Regions from separate parts of the Macaca mulatta genome. Here region 2 is linked to region 1. The links are chromatin contacts, called in public Hi-C maps. All regions are on one chromosome and are shown on one strand. The core of a region is the stretch at or near the end of the contact, and the rest is flanking DNA. Distances in the headings are between cores, read along the strand shown. Region 1 holds the start of FGF11 (fibroblast growth factor 11). Region 2 holds the start of TP53 (tumor protein p53).

Evidence for each region. A called contact is a pair of places that touch in the nucleus more often than the background predicts.
Region 2: a Hi-C map of fetal cortex germinal zone shows a contact between it and region 1, with 2.5 times the contacts expected there. The contact joins the promoter of TP53 here to the promoter of FGF11 in region 1. A contact is called at or near these places in 2 of 14 Hi-C or Micro-C datasets (fetal cortex germinal zone and liver).

Annotation. Positions count from the first base shown.
Region 1 is chr16:8,922,242-8,926,674 of T2T-MMU8v2.0, forward strand. FGF11 (fibroblast growth factor 11) reads left to right here and starts at 2,039. Exons shown (of 5, transcript XM_001108934.5): 1 at 2,039-3,598. The coding sequence starts at 3,406. It overlaps TMEM102 (transmembrane protein 102), which reads left to right. Exons shown (of 3, transcript XM_077970193.1): 3 at 1-1,316. The coding sequence ends at 1,299.
Region 2 is chr16:9,177,473-9,181,617 of T2T-MMU8v2.0, forward strand. It overlaps TP53 (tumor protein p53), which reads right to left and starts at 2,176. Exons shown (of 11, transcript NM_001047151.2): 1 at 2,114-2,176. WRAP53 (WD repeat containing antisense to TP53) reads left to right here and starts at 3,072. Exons shown (of 11, transcript NM_001260926.1): 1 at 3,072-3,288; 2 at 3,375-3,806; 3 at 3,951-4,049. The coding sequence starts at 3,376.

The DNA of each region.
Region 1 (4,433 bases), core at 789-3,288:
CGGGACCCTCGCTTTCCTCCCCAGGCAGAGCTCTTGCTGCTTCGTGGTGGGATTCGCGAGGGCTCCCTGGATCTGGGGCATGCACCCCTGGGTCCCTACGCCCGAGGACCTCACTACGATGCCGGCTTCACACTCCTAGTGCCCATGTTTTCACTGGACGGCACTGAAGTGCAACTGGACCTGGAATCCTGTTACGCACAGGTCTGCCTCCCAGAGCTGGTGTGCGGAACCCCTATCCGGGAGATGTGGCAGGATTGCTTAGGACCCCCAGTCCCAGGAGCACGTGATTCGATCCACCGAACGGAGATCGAAGAAAGTTCCAAGGACTGGCAAAGCTCTGTAGACCAGCCGCACAGCTACGTCACTGAGCACGAGGCGCCAGTGTCTTTGGAAAAATCACCTAGTGACGTTTCATCGTCCGAGTTGCCTCAGTATGACGTCGTCGACCTTGGCTCTAGCGCGCCTTTGAAAACACTGAGTAGTGACGTCACCAAGGCAGACGTCGAAAGCCCAGTCCCAAAGCCGTCGGAGGCTCGGGAAGCGTGGCCCACATTATGTCCCTCCCAGGTGGCTACCTGGTTCTTTGCTACGCTGGCGGCCGTCGCCGAGTCTCTGATCCCTGTCCCGGGTGCTCCGCGTCTGGTGCACGCAGCTCGCCACGCGGGTTTCACCACCGTCCTTCTGGCTACTCCTGATCCCCCTCGCCGCCTCCTGCTCTTCGACCTGATCCCAGTGGTATCCGTGGCCGGCTGGCCCGAGGGGGCTCGGAGCCACTCATGGGCTGGTCCTCTGGCCTCTGAGTCAGCTTCCTTCTACCTGGTGCCCGGTGGCGGCACCGAGCGACCGTGCGCCTCCGCCTGGCAGCTCTGTTTCGCCCGCCAGGAGCTGGCGCTCAAAGCGCGCATACCAGCGCCGCTGCTACAGGCGCACGCGGCGGCCCAGGCGCTACTGCGCCCGCTGGTGGCCGGGACCCGGGCAGCGGCGCCCTACCTCCTGCGGACGCTGCTGTACTGGGCGTGCGAGCGGCTGCCCGCGCTCTACCTGGCGCGGCCAGAAAATGCGGGCGCCTGCTGCCTCGGGCTGCTAGACGAGCTGGGCCGAGTGCTCGAGGCTGGGACTTTGCCTCACTATTTTCTGAACGGCCGAGAGCTCCGTACCGGGGACGGCTCCGCTGCGCTGCTCGGAGAATTGGTCCGGCTCCGCGGGGACCCTGCCCGGGCCCTCCGTGCCGCGGTGGAGGAGGCCAAGGTGGCCCGCAAAGGGGGCGGTTTGGCCGGCGTGGGGGGCGGGGCCCATTAAAGATGCTGTTCCTACCAGTGGAAAGTGCCTCTGTGGGCGAGCGAGACGTGGGGGGCACAGCTCGCCCCTCGCCTGGGGGACTGACTGTGTGCCCTGGGCCTGAAGCCCCCCTTCTGGAAGGCCTCCCTGTTGGTTCCTCCTCTAGGACCACCCGCCTGCCCCGGCACAAGTTGCCCCATTCCAGCCTCGCTACTCTACACTTCTGTGGCCAGCACTCCGCCCAGGGGCAGCTTCCAGAAACCGTCTGTCCCCAGTTCTTTTGGTCATTTCTCTTAAGGGTCAATAGAAATGGGAGAAACATGTTTGCTGACCAAACGCGGAAAGGAGTTATGGAGACCAGGGTCTGATCAATTTGGCTCACACACAAAGGCAGAGATATGAAGGAGGCCGGATTTCGCCCGAGGCTGGATCTCACCACTACCCCTCCTCCATCTCTCCAGTTCTTCCCCCACTTTCCTCGTGCTGTTCTGTCCTCGCTAACATCCCGGCTAGTAGGGTCCCTTTCCATTCTCCCAGCGTCCGCCATTCCATCTCCCTTGGGCCCAACCTCTCCTTCCTATCCAGAGGTGCGTTCGGGAGGCCTTCTTGTCCCTCCTTCTCTGAAGGCTGAGACGTGCGGCCTTGCCTCGGCTTTGCCTGCTTGTAAGACACAGTCCGCGCTCTCTACCTCCAAGGAACCCCGGGGTTCCTCCTGCCCGGCTTCACCCTCCTATTTCCCAGCGTCTCCGCCCCCTGCCCCGCCCCCGGGCCGGCTCTCCGAGGAGGGGGAACTGCTGTCGCCGCCGCCGCCGCCTCAGCTTCCCACAGCCGCTGCCGCTGCCGCCGCTGCCGCCGCTCTGCCTGGTCCAGCCACCGGCCCAGTGCTCTGACTTCGCCGGACCGGGGAGCTCTGCAGAGACACCCTCACTCCTTCCCCAGGGTCCGGGACGCCTAGCCGGGCGTGGGGGGAAGCTCCGTTTGCGGGGGACAGGGAGGGAGGAGCCTGGAGCCGAAGCCAGCGCCACCCGTCGCCGGATCAACAGGACAGGACAGGTTGAGGGGCGTCGGGGAAAGGAAGAGGGGGTGCTATAGGCAATCCCGGGGAGGACGAGGAAGCCCTGTCGCAGGAAGCTGTGATCCGCTCTGACTTGTGGGGGGCCTGTTCACATTTGGGGACTGGTGACAACGTGGGTGCACTCCTCTCTCGGGGGGCTGGTTAGATTGGAGGGCGTGGGATCTAAACAGCACCAGCTGTCCCCAAGAAAATTTAAGGGGCAGCCAGGGGAGAAAAAAAAAGCAAACACGGATGCTCCTCATTTTGAGGTGGTGGAAGGCCCTCCAGACAACTACGTGGTGTATCCACTAGGAAGGGTGGATTTGGAGGTGACTTCAAAAGGAGCGGAGGGTGTGAAGGTGAAGAAACGGTCTTGGCCGCTAGAATTCTATGCTACTAGACATGGGGGTGACTTGGTGAAAAAGCTGTTATCCAGCCAGAGGGTCTGGGAGCCCCGTCTTACTGAATCTGGGCAACCTGGATACTCTGAGACATATTTTGGGGAGATTTCAGTGAAAAAAGTGGGGGATCCCCTCCATTTAGAGTGTAGCAAAGGAAAAAACACCAAGGTTGGGTTCCTTCCTGACATTGGCAGTGCCCCGGTAGGGGTGGGATGAGCGAATATCCCCAAAGCTAAAGTCCCACACCCTGTAGATTACAAGAGTGGATTTGGTAGAAGTGTGCCCCCAAATACAGTGGAAAGGTGCCTGGAGATATTTTAACCACGTCTTGGAAATTTGGGGGGTCTTGGTTTTGGGATAGGTGAAGTGGGGACAGACACTGGAGAGGAGGGAAAGGGGACATTTTCAGTAGGAGGCAAAACTCGAGGGTGGGATCCACTGAGGAGTACATAGGCTGCTGGATCCGGTGGAGCCAGCACTGGGCCCACGGGTGGCAACTGGCTGCTGTGGAGGGGTGTACGTGGGGTGGGGGGTTCTGGGGCTTATCCTCAGGTCCTGTGGGTGGGGCAGCGAGTCGGGGCCTGAGCGTCAAGAGCATGCCCTAGTGAGCGGGCTGGAGCCCAGCGCGCTCCTGGCGCTGGCCGGTTTGGGGGTGTCTCCTCCCGGGGCGCCATGGCGGCGCTGGCCAGTAGCCTGATCCGGCAGAAGCGGGAGGTCCGCGAGCCCGGGGGCAGCCGGCCGGTGTCGGCACAGCGGCGGGTGTGTCCCCGCGGCACCAAGTCCCTTTGCCAGAAGCAGCTCCTCATCCTGCTGTCCAAGGTGCGACTGTGCGGGGGGCGGCCCGCGCGGCCGGACCGCGGCCCGGGTGAGTGCGGCTGGGGCGGGGTCTCCCGGCCAGAGGTTTCTCTGCCTGGGAGATTGAGGCCAGGGACTCTGAAGGATAGGGCCCGGCTGAGGGGCTCCTCGAAAGTGGAAGGGGGTGGGCCAGGACTACAAAGTCCCTGCCAGACTGTGCCTCAGTTTCCCTTCTCTTTAGTCCATAACCCGGAGTCTCCTTATTTTCGAGGTCAAGGGGAAGGCTTGAGGGGCTAAGTCTGTATCCCCGAAAGCCTCGCAGTTCCTGCTTGTCCCCCCTTCCCAACACAGCAGTCCCCACCCCCATCGTCCTCCGCCTACGTGCAGGTTCTCGCGATTCTTTCAATCTGGAGCGGAGAGGCCTGGGGGTTTCCAGATGCCTGGGTCACCCCAAGGGTTTCTGCAGCTCCAGCAGCACGCCCCCCCAGCCCCTGCCCGCCCCGGTTCTCCCGCTCCTCCACGCCTGGGCTCGGTTCCTCCTGGTCGAGCTCTTCTGGCTCCGAGCCAATCTCCCCAGCTCTCCCTCGGGTGTCCTTGCAGCTACCTCGCCAGCCAGCCCTCTATGCGCCCTCCTCCCGTGACCTGCGCTTCAAGAACGGAGCTGGGCACCCCCTCCCATAACCCCCGCGCCACTCCGAAATCGGGTCCCGTAGGCTCAGGGGACCCTACGCTGGGAGGAACTCAGACACAGTTCACGGCTAGAGATGGGCGCAGACTCTTGGGGGTCGTACCACCTACAAGGGGGGACAGGGAAGTCGGCAGAGAGCAAGCGATGGGGGAGGAGAGTTCTGAGAGTTAGAGTGTGGTCCCCGTCCAGGTGCGACAGTCAGGGAGTCCCTCTGGCC
Region 2 (4,145 bases), core at 926-3,425, 260 kb after region 1:
TTATAGCAGCTTTATTTCATAACCCCAAATGGAAACAACTCAAAAGGCCATCAAAAGAACGGATATACAATCGATGGGCTATACTAAATGAAAAGGAGCAAAATACTGATATATACAACTACATGAACGAATGTCAGACAGCACATTGAAGGACAGAAGCCGACAAAAAGGAGCACATAATGTATGATTTTTTTTTTTTTTTGAGACAGAGTTTCGTTCTTGTCGCCCAGGCTGGAGTGCAGTGGCACGATCTTGGCTTACTGCAACTTCTGCCTCCCGGGTTCAAGCGATTCTCCTGCCTCAGCCTCCCGAATAGCTGGGATTACAGGCGCCCACCACGCCCAGTTAATTTTTGTATTTTTTAGTAGAGACGGGGCTTCACCATGTTGGCCAGGCTGGTCTGGAACTCCTATCCTCAAGTAATCCGCCTGCCTCAGCCTCCCAAAGTGCAGGCGTGAGCCACCGCGCCCAGCCTGATTCCATTTTATATGAAGTTCTCCAACAGGCAAAATGGTTATAGAGATCAAAATAAAGGTGGGGTCGGGAATCGACTGGGAAGAGGGGCGATGAAACGCTTCTGGGACGATGAAATGGGTCTCTGACTTGGTAGGCATCACGCAGTGGTTAGGGCCAAAACTCATCTTCCTGTACACTTGGTCTGTGCACTGCGCTGTGTGTAAATGCCACCTCGATTTAGGAAAAAGATGACGTATGTACGGCACAAAGTGCCCGGTATGCGGCAGGTGCATGGGGAGAAACTGCGGAATGAAACAACAGCGAGCTAAGAGATGGGTAACCGGCAGAAATGAATTCGAGTTCCGCCTCCTACCGGGAAGAACCGGCTCGGGTCGGAGGGCTGCACGGAGGACCACACGGACGCCTGCGGGCCCGCCCCTTCCGCTTCACGACGTTCGGCCTGCGTCTGGAACTGGAATGGCCTAGCCCAAAGCCAGATAACAGGTAGATTGTTTTTCCGACAGATTATCAAACGATCCATTATTGCACTCTTTCAAAATTTGATTATCAGACGTACCCATTCTTTTTTTTTTTCCTCCGGAAAGATGAGATGTACTCATTCTTGAAAATACCCCCCGGGCTTGCCTTCTGCACACTTCTTTCCCTCCCTGTCTCACGCCATGGTAGCGTCCGCCTAGGTTGCAGGCGACCCGCGGGGTGGGGCACACCATTCAAAGAAGGGGAGGGATTGAGGTTTGCATCAAAACAAATACCCCTGCCTTTGCAAAGGCCATAACCAAGTAATCCAGAAAAAAAAAGTGCGGGCGGAGAATAGCAGCCTCCCTCTGCAAGTAAAAGGAACCGGCCTAAAGGACATTTTTTCTCTCTCTCCTCCCCTCTCATCGGGTGAATAGTGAGCTGCTCCGGCAAAAAGAAACCGGAAATGCTGCTGCCACAAGCAGAAATGTAAATGTGGAGCCAAACAATAACAGGGCTGCCGGCCCTCTCAGATTGAGATGGTCCTCCTCGGCCTGGCGGGCAAACCCCTCGTTTAGCATTTCTCACTTCCACGACTGACAGCCTTCAATTGGATTTTCTCCATCTAGCGGAGCCAAGGGCTGGCTGGAAAGATCGCTGCAGGAAGGACAAAGGTCCGGAAGTTGTGGGACCTTAGCAGCTTGGGCTCCCCGGATCACCTCCAAATGATCATTTCGGAATGGAGCCCGAGGTTTCACTAGAATGCCATGGGCTCCAAAATATACAGCCATGAGTTCTCAATGTTTCGAGATCCAAAAGTCTCAGATCTCAATGCTTTGTGCATCTTCTATTTCAGGGATTCCCTACGCCTAGCAACGGGTAGATGGGCAAAGGAGTACCCTTTAGGCCGGCTCAAGGTTCCCCAAAGCTCCACTTCTCTGCCTAGGCGTTCAACTTTGAGTTCGGATGGTCCTAACATCCCCACCATCTACACCCAGGTCTCCCAACAATGCAACTCCTATGTTGATCCCTCTAGCCAAGCTTCCATCCCACTCACCCCCAAACTCGCTAAGTCCCCACTGCCCCACCCCCAGCCCCAGCGATTCTCCCGAGCTGAAAATACACGGAGCCGATAGCCCGTGACTCAGAGAGGACTCATCAAGTTCAGTCAGGAGCTTACCCAATCCTCAGGGAAGCGTGTCACCGTCTTGGAAAGCACGCTCCCAGCCCGGACGCCAAGTGTTCCCGGAGCCCCGCAGCTACCTGCTGCCTGGATGGTGGCTCTAGACTTTTGAGAAGCTCAAAACTTTTAGCGCCAGTCGAGCACATGGGAGGGGAAAACCCCAATCCCATCAACCCCTGCGAGGCTCCTGGCACAAAGCTGGACAGTCGCCATGACAAGTAAGGGCAAGTAATCCGCCCGCTGGAGGAAGCAAAGGAAATGGAATTGGGGAGGAGGGTGCAGAGAGAGTCAGGATTCTCGCCGAACTGGTGCCGTAGATACTAACATTTTGGGGTGGAAAATTCTACAAGCCAGAGCTGTGAGGGCAGAATTGGTGGAAACCATTTTGGAGGAATCCTGCGCTGTGTCAAATATGAAGGGAAGAAAGCTTTTGCGTTTGCTCTCAGCTGGATCCTTTCTTTTCAACAGCTAAAATGTCATTTTTTAGGAAGGCTTTCCTTAATATCTCACGCTAACGTTTTCTCCCACATACTTTGTATCACACCATCTTGTTTAATCTTCACAATACTTATCACTCTGAAAATATTTGTTAATTGCTTTCAGTACATGGAAACGTAAGCTTTATGAGGATATAGAATTTTTCTACTATCTTATTTATTGTTGTATTCCTCAGTGCCTATATCAGTCCTGGGTAGCAAGTAAGAGCTCGATAATAAATACTTTTTGAATGAAGGAAGAGAGAAAGGTCTGGAGCCTGGAGAACGAGATGAAAAGAGGTGCAAGACCTGCAGCGCCCTCTGCAGGCGGCGGGGGATGGTGCAGGTGCTTTAAGAATTACCGCGGGACTCGGTAGGGGGAGCGCAGGCGCTTCTCCCCAAGATAGAAGAGTTTAGACTACAACTCCCAGCAGCCACGAGAAGCCCTAGGGCTTGATGGGAACGGGAAACCTTATAACCTTTCACGTCCCGGCTCCGCGGGTTCCGTGGGTCGCCCGCGAAATCTGATCCGGGATGCAGCGGCCCAATCGGAAGGTGGGCCCAAATCCCGCGACAGCAAGAGGCTCGTAGCGACCTGCGGTGCTAAGGAACGCAGTGCTTTCAAAATTGGCGTCCGCTGTTCGCCTCTCCTCCCGGGAGTCTTCTACCTCCTCCCAGAAGAGGAGGGAAGCACAGGTGGGTTTCATTAGCTCTGCATCGGATCCCTGAGAACTTCGAAGCCATCCTGGCTGAGGCTAATGTCCGCTGTGCTTCCTCTGCAGTATGAAGACTTTGGAGACTCAACCGTTAGCTCCGGACTGCTGTCCCTCAGACCAGGATCCAGCTCCGGCCCATCCTTCTCCCCACGCTTCCCCGATGGATAAAAATGCGGACCCTGAACTGATGCCACCGCCTCTCGAAAGGGAGGATCCGCCCCGGTTGTCCCCAGATCCTGTGGCTGGCTCAGCTGTGCCCCAGGAGCTAGGGGAGGGGGACCCAGTTTCTCTCTCCACTCCCCTGGAAACAGAGTTTGGTGCTCCTAGTGAGTTGAGTCCTCAAATCGAGGAGCAAGAACTTTCTGAAAATACGAGACTTCCTGCAGAAGAAGCAAACGGGAGCCTTTCTGAAGAAGAAGCGAACAGGCCAGAGTTGGGGTCTGAAGAAGCCATGGAAGATGCCTCTGGGGAACCCGCTGCAGAGGACGAGGGAGACACGTAAGTGGTGATGGCAGTGGAGTGTGGAGTCTGGGGAGATGAAGTGTGAGGTCGACCTGTCCTCTGGTCCTCAGAACCACTTCTCTAGGCCCCTGCCTCCGTTGCTTGGCGACCCAGGTTTGTTGTCCCCCATCTTCCTTTCAGTGCTTGGAACTACAGCTTCTCCCAGCTGCCTCGATTTCTCAGTGGTTCCTGGTCAGAGTTTAGCACCCAACCTGAGAACTTCTTGAAAGGCTGTAAGTGGTAAGGATAACAACGGGGCAGGGAGCTGACCACCCCCAAGATTTTCACCGTAGAACAGTCCGGTTATCTAGGAGAGGGATGCCCCAGAGCTGGGAG